2 separate regions of the Canis lupus genome follow, and region 2 is linked to region 1. A link is a contact called in public Hi-C data. All regions are on one chromosome and are shown on one strand. Each heading gives the region's core, a stretch centred on a gene start, on an enhancer-like site or on the middle of the called end of the contact. The rest is flanking DNA. Distances are from core to core; before and after follow the strand shown. Region 1 overlaps CCR7 (C-C chemokine receptor type 7). Region 2 holds the start of IGFBP4 (insulin-like growth factor-binding protein 4).

Region 1 (4,826 bases), core at 290-2,789:
AGGGGTAACTGAGAAGGAGGCAGAGTAGGTGTCATTCCTGGACAAAAATCCAAGTTCTACCTTTAACAGGGGCTGAAGGATTCCAGGTGTCCAGGCCTGTATCCTGATCTGAAGATGGAGATGAAGGTGGGGGAGTTCTCCCTGAACCCCCCAAGGCTCAGAGCTTCCCGTTGTTCTTCTTACTCCCCTTCTCCCGGACTGCCAAGGCCGAGGTTGCCAGCAGCACCCCTTGGCAGCTGAGTGTCCCTGAAATTGGGGACAGAGAAGGCAGGTGGGAAGAGGTGTTAGCGCAGGCAGGACGCCAGTGTCCAGCCAGGGAGTTAGCTATGGGGGAGGAAGGAAGCCCCAGCTTGCAGGCAAGAGACAGAGCTGGTGCCACCGTGGGCGACTCCTGGCCCCTGCCTCGGCCACAGAAAACATCTCCTGGGCCTGGGAGGAATGCATCACTCGCCTTCACATGTGACCATGTTCCTGTTTTCAGCTACTCGAGTACAGTTTGCATAAACCGTAAACGATAAATGCGCATGCATTTTCCAGGCCTCCTTTACACGCCGGGAAAGGATTTGGGGCATTTCATCTGTGGCATCCTTTGAACTTCACGATGTCAGATATTTACTTGGAGCAAACATAAACTCTGCTGCCTTCAGCAGGCTCTGACATGGGCACAAGAGGGCTCGGGGGCCAGACGTGTGTCCTCACCTGCCCTCTTGCTAAGCGGACAGTCGGCCGACCTCGGGACCTACTGCGGCAGGAGGGAGTGGAGATCCTGCTCTGCTCGTGCGAGCCCGTGTTTGTTTACACAGAGATGAGAACCCAGAGGCCACACAGTGCGGTGGTTCCTACAACACACGAGACAACTCAGCAAGTGAATTCCCTGGTGTTAGGGGAGCAAGAGACAAAAATAAGATTATATCCATCCTCACAGTGAATGGGGAGGAAGAGCAGTCTGAATTGGGACACACACGCACACACACACACACACACACACACACATACACGAGTCTGTGGGAGCATTCACCGGCGCTCATTTCTGATTTCGGAGAACAGCTGAGATTCGTTAGTCTTGAGCTGCTTTGGCAGAGCAAGGGGCTGTGTAGCATTTTCTGCAGCAGACCCCTTGTCTGTGTGTCTCTTTCTAGGCCCCCAACAAGACAAATGACTGAGCTGGGGGGTGGTGTATATGCACGCACGTGTGTGTGTGTGTGTGTGTGTGTGTGTGTGTGCGCACGTGTGTTTGTGTAATGAGGCTTCTACTCCCTGCAGTGCCTCTCAAACATCTGCTCTCATAGGGTGGAGGCTGGGAGGGCTGTCAGGGTTGCTGTTTTGATTTCAGGGAGAAGCACCCCCTCTTTTACTCCCTGCAGTTTTTCTAGGGGTTCAGACCAGGGAAACTGGGACATTTCCAACCCCCTCCTGGCAAAGAAGGCCACAAGTCCACCTGTCTCTAAGACTAATATAGCCCCCTTTCCCCACCTGTGATTGGGAGGCCCAGGAAAGTTGTGTATGTGGGGAGTCCTTTCCACTCACTGACAATACTCTCCAGGTCCGGCCCCTAGCTGGGTAGTCCCTAGAATGCATCCCTGCCCCACCTACCCCTACTTCTACTCCCTACTCAGAATTGCCCCCCTTGGCTCCCCATCTCATTTGCCTCAACTCCCACCCCTGCTCCTGTAGGACTGTTTCTTCTCCCCTCCAACTATTTACCTTCAATAACAGAAATAAAACTAACTCTCAGAGAATTCTTTCTTAAAAAGATTCAGTTGCCTGAATTCCTTTGGGCCTACTGCCATATTTCTTTTATTTTTTAAAAAATATTTTATTTGAGAGAGAGAGAGAGAGAGAAAGCATGAGTTAGGGGAATAGCAGAGGGAAAGGGAGCAGACTCTCCCCTGAGCAGAGAGTCTAATGAGGGGCTTGATCCCAGGACCCGGGGCTCAACCTGAGCCAAAGGCAGATGCTTAACCAACTGAGCCACCCGGACACCCCACCATATTTCTTTTCTTTGTATCTCATTTTCCTGGACTCAATAGCAAGAACAGGGACTATTTATGGGGGCAAGGGGAGATGCTCCTTAAGGACCTGGTCACAGGACAGGAGGGATGGTGCTTGCCATAGCAGAGCTAGATGGTCTGGGATGGGGGTAGCATATGCCAGGGTGGGCGTGTAGGGGAATACAGAAGAGTGCAGGAGGTCTCTAGGAAGAGCTCTGAATGGAGCTCGGGAACCTGGGTTCAAGTTCTATCATGGCCAAGAACTCCTAAGAGACCTCAGGTGAGTAATTTACCTCTCTGAGCCTCAGTTGACTTACCTGTACAACTGGTGGAATGTGACCTGACTAATCTTCCAGCTGTCCTTCAACTTGATTTATAAGTTGTAGGGAAATGGGGCTAGGTAATTGAATTTGGTTTCCTTGTGGTTAGCAACTTTTTTTTTTTTTTTTTTAGCTATCATGTATTAAACATTTCTTAATGATTATCCACAACACAACACTTCCATAAGGATTTCTAAGCATTTTACATATATGTATTTATTTGCTCCTCACAACAGTCCTAGGAGGTAGGTGCTATGATTTTCCCCATCACACAGATTAGGAAACTGAAACACAGAGAGACTAAGTAAGGAGCCCAAGTAGCGCAGCTGAAATTCAAACCAGGCAGTCTGGCCGCAGAGCCCGTGCTCCTCATCACCACATTCAATATTCCAGGCACCAGGCTAGACGTTTGCCAAATCCTCTCCATTTTGCAGTTGAGAAATCTGAGACTCAGAGCAGTTGAGCAACAGCTGAAGGTCACACAGCTGGGAAGCAATAGAGATGAGGTTCACAGTCAGCCAGGCTTCCGAGCATCTGCTCTCCCTCATCCACCTCTCATCCATCCTGCCAGATCCTTAGGCCCCCCAAGGCAAGTTTATTCAGTATCCTTATATTGCAATATCTCTTCAAGCAAGTCAGTTCCTTCTTCTGGGCCTCAGTTTCCCCATCTAGAGAATGATTGGGTTGGACCAGCTAATCTTTGAGGTCCCTCGCAGCTCTGTGAATCCACGATTCTTGAGGTTCAGTGCTTCTGGCTGGAAGGACAGACTTGTCTTGGGGCTGCATCCAGGGAGGCTGGGGATGGGAAACAGGGGGAGCTGCAAGAGGGGAGGAGGAGCTTTGGGGCCATGAGCCCAGGAAGATGGGGCAGTTGTATGAAACAGATGAGACAGAGAGAGAGAGAGAGAGAGAGAGAGAGAGAGAAGCCCTGGGTGAGGGGGCTCCCCAGTGAGTCTGTTCCTTCCTCCTAGGGGTCCTCCCTAAGTTCAGGGGAGACACATGAGAGCACTGGGCAAGGGAGCAGTGGCCAGGCCAGCAAGGAGCCGAGATAGAGCAGTTTGGGGAATTAACATTGCTGGGGTTTTGCTGTCTTTGTAAATATTCAGAGATGTCCAATTACTTTAGAAAAATGTATTTGAAGCCGAGATGGCGTGTTTGTGCGGTTGGCCTGGCTTCCTGTTCATGAGCATTCCTTTGAATTCCTCCATTCAGGAGCTGAGGATCGGTTTCCTGCCTGTACTGCATTAGGATGTGTACACCAGTGGGCCCAGTGCTTCTGTGCTCCTCTCGGGGACCCCTCTCACCCCACATATGTGCACACACAATCACCACTGCACCTTTTAACATTCGATGCTATTGCAACAGGCACTGCTCCACGCTGGCTGCGCCTGTGCTGGCTTCGCTTCCCCTGGGGTGTCTTGGCTAACAAATAATGCCCAGTGCATCCTGTGGAGGAGGGCAGTGTCATGTGCTTATTGTGAAATTAGAGAATGGGCTTCATCACCAGGCAAGCTCTCTTCACTTTGGAAAATTGATGGAATCACCTTTGCATGAGTGTCCCCACCCACCTCCCCCTGCCAGGCCCCCAGCTCTTGCTGTGCTGGGCCCTTCAGACAGCTCCTCATGCATCACAGCCTGGGCTAACCTCCTCTCTAGCTTGGGGGCATCAGAGCACCCTGATAGGACATGGATATGGGCAGGGGGTAGTGGCTGTCCCTTGATCCCCACTCCTCCACCATGGGTACATGGGCTGCTGCTGCAATAGGGATCAGGAGGGTGGGTCGTGGATGACCCTGGCTTTCAAGCTTCCAGCAAAAGGTGCAGCCTATCACATGGGTGCCATCTCAAGCCTCCTTCATCCAGCACGCTGTGGTCTGCGTGCCCAGGGGGAGGCCTTCCCTCTAAACAACCAGGGAACTTGAAGGAAATGACAAAGCATCAGGGGCTCTGGTTTCAGACCGAGCAGGGACAGACGAGTAGACCAGTGAGTGTATGTTGCTAAAGGTCAGGGAGAGCTCCTAGCCATCGAGGTTATGGGGAAAACTTGGTTCTTTCCAAAGCTCAGCTCAGACCCATGTCTCTGGGTCACTGCTGCTGGCACAGGCTTGGGGCCTCTCCCACAAATTCTGGAAGGGCATTTGCAAGATGGGCACCCTGGGCTTCCCCTCCCGCTGCCTCTTTCGAGCCTCTTGGGCCTGTGTTGTTGGACAGGCTTGGAGAACACAGCTTGAAAGACCTCACAGCTCTGATCACCTCTGAGAAATGAAGAGCAGGGAAAGGAGAGAAGTGGGGGCGGTCAGGTGGGAAGTTGGGGTTTGCAAAACAAGAACGCACCCATTGGCCGTTTACCAAAAAATTTCCCCCTTTCTTTTAAAGCTGTTGCTCCCTCAAGGGAAAACTTGTATTTGTGTGTGAGTAAGCTGTGCTGTCTTAATGAACTGAAAGCAGGACAGGATGAGAGTTTTTTTTTTTTATCCTCACGACTAAGAACAAAAAGCAGCTCATTGGTCTTAGG
Region 2 (4,388 bases), core at 1,865-4,364, 88 kb before region 1:
CTTAAGAGGCTGTGCTGCAACTTGAACCCAGGTCGACTCCAAATCCTATGCCTTTTATGTAGCCTCTCCTGGACACCAGTATGCCCAGGCAGGACACTAAACTCGGTCCTCTGAGGGTCTCCAGTCTGCTGGGGGGAACAGAGGTCCTGGCACTGGGAGCTCTCCAGCTCTGCGGAGAATTATATTTTCCAACAGGGTAGGGTAGGAAGGAATAAATGCTAAGTGCCCACTGTAGGCTGGGGGATTTGCACAAGCTACTTTCTTTCTCCCCTTCTCACCTTCTTTCTTTATCACAAAGCCCCATTTTCCAGGTAAAGAGAGTGAAGCTCAGAGAAACTTGTTTCAGGTTCCCCAGTGAGTCCAGTGGCAAAGGTGGGATTAGCATCCAGGTGGACCTGATGCTAGTACCTGTGCTTTTTCCTCTAAGCATGGAAGATGATTGGTTCATGAGTCACCTTCCCCATGAAGTCTTCCCATGCCTTGGATGTAGAACTGATTACTTGTGCCTCTGGGTCCCCACAATGCCCTATATGGCACCTCCCAGGGCACCTGCACACTTCTTAGATTCATTTTTTTTGTATGCCTCTTTCCCCTCAGTAGGCAGTGAGCTTCTTGAAGACAGAGAGTGATCTTGGCCCTCTCTGTGTCCTTAGTATGTAGCACAAAGCCTGCATACAATCAGTGTCCAGTAAATATGTGTTGCATGGATGGTGGGGTGCTTGGATGGCCTACTTATTTCTGTTTTCCTGCTTCATTGAGACAGTGATGTTGGGGGACAGATGGGCACCAGCAGATGGATGAAGGATACTGGGGTAGAGGTCTGGGTACCTGTCTTACCTGGAACCTTTCCCGAATTTCCCACACTCACCTGCACTCATGCTCCGGCTCCAGGTTCTTTGTCTTCAGCCCAACCTCTCCTGGCACTCCTTCCTCCATGTCTCAGCACCTGTAGCTCTCCTAGGTTTGCTGTCTATGAGGCAAGTCTGGCATTGGTATCAGAATCATCCTTTCTGGTCCCGTTTTACTCTCACAAGAGCTTCAAGAGGCAGGATAGACAGAGATGACCTACCTCTATTTTATGGTTCAGGACATTCAAGCTCCAAGGAGCGGCGTCCAAGTTCATACAATAAGCTGATGGCAGAACTGGGTTCAGTGATGATAGAGGGGGATAGGGCTGGGGGAAGTTTTCTGAATCAGGAACAGGCTGGGCTTTCCACAGGGATATGAGGAATCTGGTTCTGGCTCTGTTTGCCCTACTCCAAGATGGAGAGACCCCAGTACGTCTCTGAGACAGCAGGGAGAGAATCCCAGAATCTTGTCACTGGTCAGAACTCTCCAGACCTTCTGCAGTCTCGATGATTGCCAGTAGGTGCCGTCAGTTTGCAACTTTTTGATTCTGTCCCTACAAGTTCAGCTAGCTGCTCTGCTCTTCCTCCTCTCACCTGGACAAGTCTACACTTGGAGAAAGTAGGAAAGGGCCTAATTACTGTGAGACTGAAAGACTGCTGCCCTGGGAGAGGAAGCTGGAAGGAGGAAAACGGTCTCTGATCTGCACTTTTGCTTGGCTGCCTTGCTGCTTTCTAGGCTAAGCCAAGCCAAGCCAAGCCAAGTCAAGCCAAAAGAAAAAAAAAAAAAAATCCACAGTGGGTCACGGATTGTGCCCTGACAGGCACTCTTACCCTGAAACCAGCTCCAGGACAGAGAAACCTTTGTGGGGAAGGATGATGAGTACCTGGGGGACCAGAGAGAGATCCTAGGAGATGGATCCCTGCTCAAATGTTACTCTAGGGTCCCTCTGGATCCCAGCAGGACTGAGGCAAGAGTGGGGTAAACAGGTACCAACCAATAGGATCTCACAGAGGGCCTAGCCAGCCGACATACTAGCCCAAATAGCAACGGCTGGCTGAATTAGAAAAAGGCATCCCTACCTCGAAATGCTTGACTGCCATCTGCTGGAAAACTGTCATAACAGCTACACAAACCTACCATGACTACAAGAGAAATGGTGCCCCCTGGAGTTGTGCGATGCACAGTTTGCACACTGAGAGTGACAATCTCCCTAGCCAATCCTCCTCTGGGAGGGAGTCGGGCAGTAGAGGCAAACATCCAGGTAGGAAGAAGAGGCTGGGCACCTCCTTCTCCAGCTCAGTTGATTCAGTTTTCAGGAAGGCAGAATGGACCAGGACCCAGATGAGCCCTGAGGAGCCAGGGCGCGTGCTTCGCGGGTGGGTGGCTGGGGGAAGGAGTTGGAAGGGCAAGTGGGAAGAGAACCTAACTTCTTAGGGCCATCAGGCCCTTCTGGGTCCCTCGATAGGTGCTTGCTTCCCTTTCCCCACTTCACTCGACTTGGTCTCCAGTGGTTGGGACTGGAAGCACGAAGGAGGGTGGAAAGGACTCGGGCCAGGGAGACTGAATCCGCCGAACTAGCAGTCCCGGCTAGGAGGTCGCGTTCTTGGGGGTGGGGTGGGGGCGGGGCTGCAGCCGCCCCGGCGGGGTAGGGAAGGAATCCTCCAAGGTCGGGGGAGGGGGCCAAAGAACAGCCCCTTGGCGTCTCCTCTTCCTTTCCCTCCCCTCCCAGGCTCCGGTTCAGAGGCGCTTTCGGCGCCTGCCACGGCTTCCAAACTGCGCCGCTTCCTTCTGCGGCAGAAAAGGACTTTCAGATGTTATAGCGGCGGCGGCGGCGGCGGCGGCGGCGACTCAGGACAGCGCCCCCTCCCCCTAACGGCCGCCTCTCCCTCTCCCCCCCGGCGCCCCCGCTCCCCCACCTCTGGGAAGGCGCTGGGGGTGTGGCCAGGGGCCGGTATAAAGTCCGGGGGAGCCGGTCCCGGGCAGCCGCTCAGCCCCCTGCCCCCCCGCCGCCCGCCGCCAGGGCCGGGCCGAGGATGCGGCGCAGCGCCTCGGCGGCCAGGCTCGCTCCCCTCCAGCCCGCTTGCTAACTTCCCTGGCTCGGTCCCTGTCCGCCAGCGGGGCCGCCCCGTCTCCCCGCGCCCTCCGGGTCGAGTCCTCCAGGAGCGCCGGGCGCTGTCGCCGCGTGTCCCTGCCGCCAGTCTGAGCGCGGGCTCTCCCTCTCCCTCTCCGCTCCCGCGCCCCGCGCCCGCGCCCGCGCCCGCGTCCGCGCCCGCGCCCGCGCCCCGTCCTAGCTCGGTCATGCTGCCCCTCTGCCTCGTGGCCGCGCTGCTGCTGGCCGCCGGGCCCGGGCCGAGCCTGGGCGACGAAGCCATCCACTGCCCGTCCTGCTCCGAGGAGAAGCTGGCGCGCTGCCGCCCCCCCGTGGGCTGCGAGGAGCTGGTGCGGGAGCCGGGCTGCGGCTGTTGCGCCACTTGCGCCCTGGGCAAGGGGATGCCCTGCGGGGTGTATACCCCTCGCTGCGGCTCGGGCCTGCGCTGCTACCCGCCCCGGGGGGTGGAGAAGCCCCTGCACACGCTGATGCACGGGCAAGGCGTGTGCATGGAGCTGTCGGAGATCGAGGCCATCCAGGAGAGCCTGCAGCCCTCTGGTAAGGTGCCCCTGTCCTTGCATGCCCTCTCTAGTGTTCTCTCCTCCTAGAAGCCCCTTCCCCATTCAGGCTGTCTGGGAAAGCCCTTGAAAATCTCCCGTGAATTAAAGAGAAGGCAGGTACCTGGCAGGGTGGACTGGCATGGGACAGGCTCACCCACTGAAACTGCTATTGAGTCCCTAGCAGCCTGTTGCCACCAGCAAGGAAGATTTTGTCCCAGCCTTCCATCTCAAACCTCCCAGAGGTGCCTATTTGGGAAGAGAGGGCTCAATGGTAGCCCCGGCTGATGGTGCACGAGTGGAACACTACCTGACCTGGTCCAGCCAGCAGCCTGCAAGTGAGCCGCTTAGGGTCAGATAACTAGAGGATGGGGATGGTGGTGGTGGTGGCTTTCTGTTCTTGATCCTGGAACTCCCCTCATCCTGGCCACAGGTGAAACCCCAGGGGTTTAAGAAGCCAGGACTTGGCCTTTTGACATTGAGGTGGGGTGGAGTGGGACATGCCGATCAGAGGGGCTTTGGTGGTGAGGAGCATCGACACTGCCCCTCCCCAAAGCCCCTGGGTAGCTCACCTTGCTGTTTGAGAGGCACTGGGGAGACAGAGGTCTCTCTGTCAGGCCTGGGCGCCTCATCCTGCCCTGGTACACGGGCACCCCGTTCCTCTTTCCTGGCAGGTGTCGTCTGAGGTGGCAGAAGAGAAGCAAGTCTTGGCTCCTGGCCCAGCGCTATAGAAACCTAACGGGTGTGGGATAGGGAGTAAAGAAAGGAGAGAGAGGAAGAGGGGGAGGCGGGAGAAGGGGCGGGGGAGAGACGAGGGAGAGGGAGAGGGAGAGGGAGAGAGAGAGGAAGAGGGAGAGGTTTAGAAGGCCCTTTGCCCTAAACTCATTCTTACA

The links. Hi-C and Micro-C count contacts between places; a contact is called where the count stands out from the background.
Region 2: a Hi-C map of blood shows a contact between it and region 1, with 2.1 times the contacts expected there. The contact joins the promoter of IGFBP4 here to the enhancer-like site in region 1. A contact is called at or near these places in 3 of 9 Hi-C or Micro-C datasets (amygdala, blood and skin fibroblasts).

The regions. Positions count from the first base shown.
Region 1 is chr9:22,041,149-22,045,974 of UU_Cfam_GSD_1.0, reverse strand. CCR7 (C-C chemokine receptor type 7) reads right to left here. Exons shown (of 3, transcript XM_038547377.1): 3 at 2,496-4,826. Among named protein-coding and RNA genes, the nearest start is that of CCR7, 24 kb to the right of the region's middle. Within about 2 kb of position 1,539, at least 3 of the 20 cell types and tissues checked have an H3K27ac peak or open chromatin away from gene starts, as enhancers often do.
Region 2 is chr9:22,131,017-22,135,404 of UU_Cfam_GSD_1.0, reverse strand. It overlaps IGFBP4 (insulin-like growth factor-binding protein 4), which reads left to right and starts at 3,114. Exons shown (of 4, transcript XM_038547380.1): 1 at 3,114-3,496. The coding sequence starts at 3,148. LOC106559289 (a long non-coding RNA gene) reads right to left here. Exons shown (of 4, transcript XR_005364389.1): 2 at 1,070-4,230; 3 at 869-970.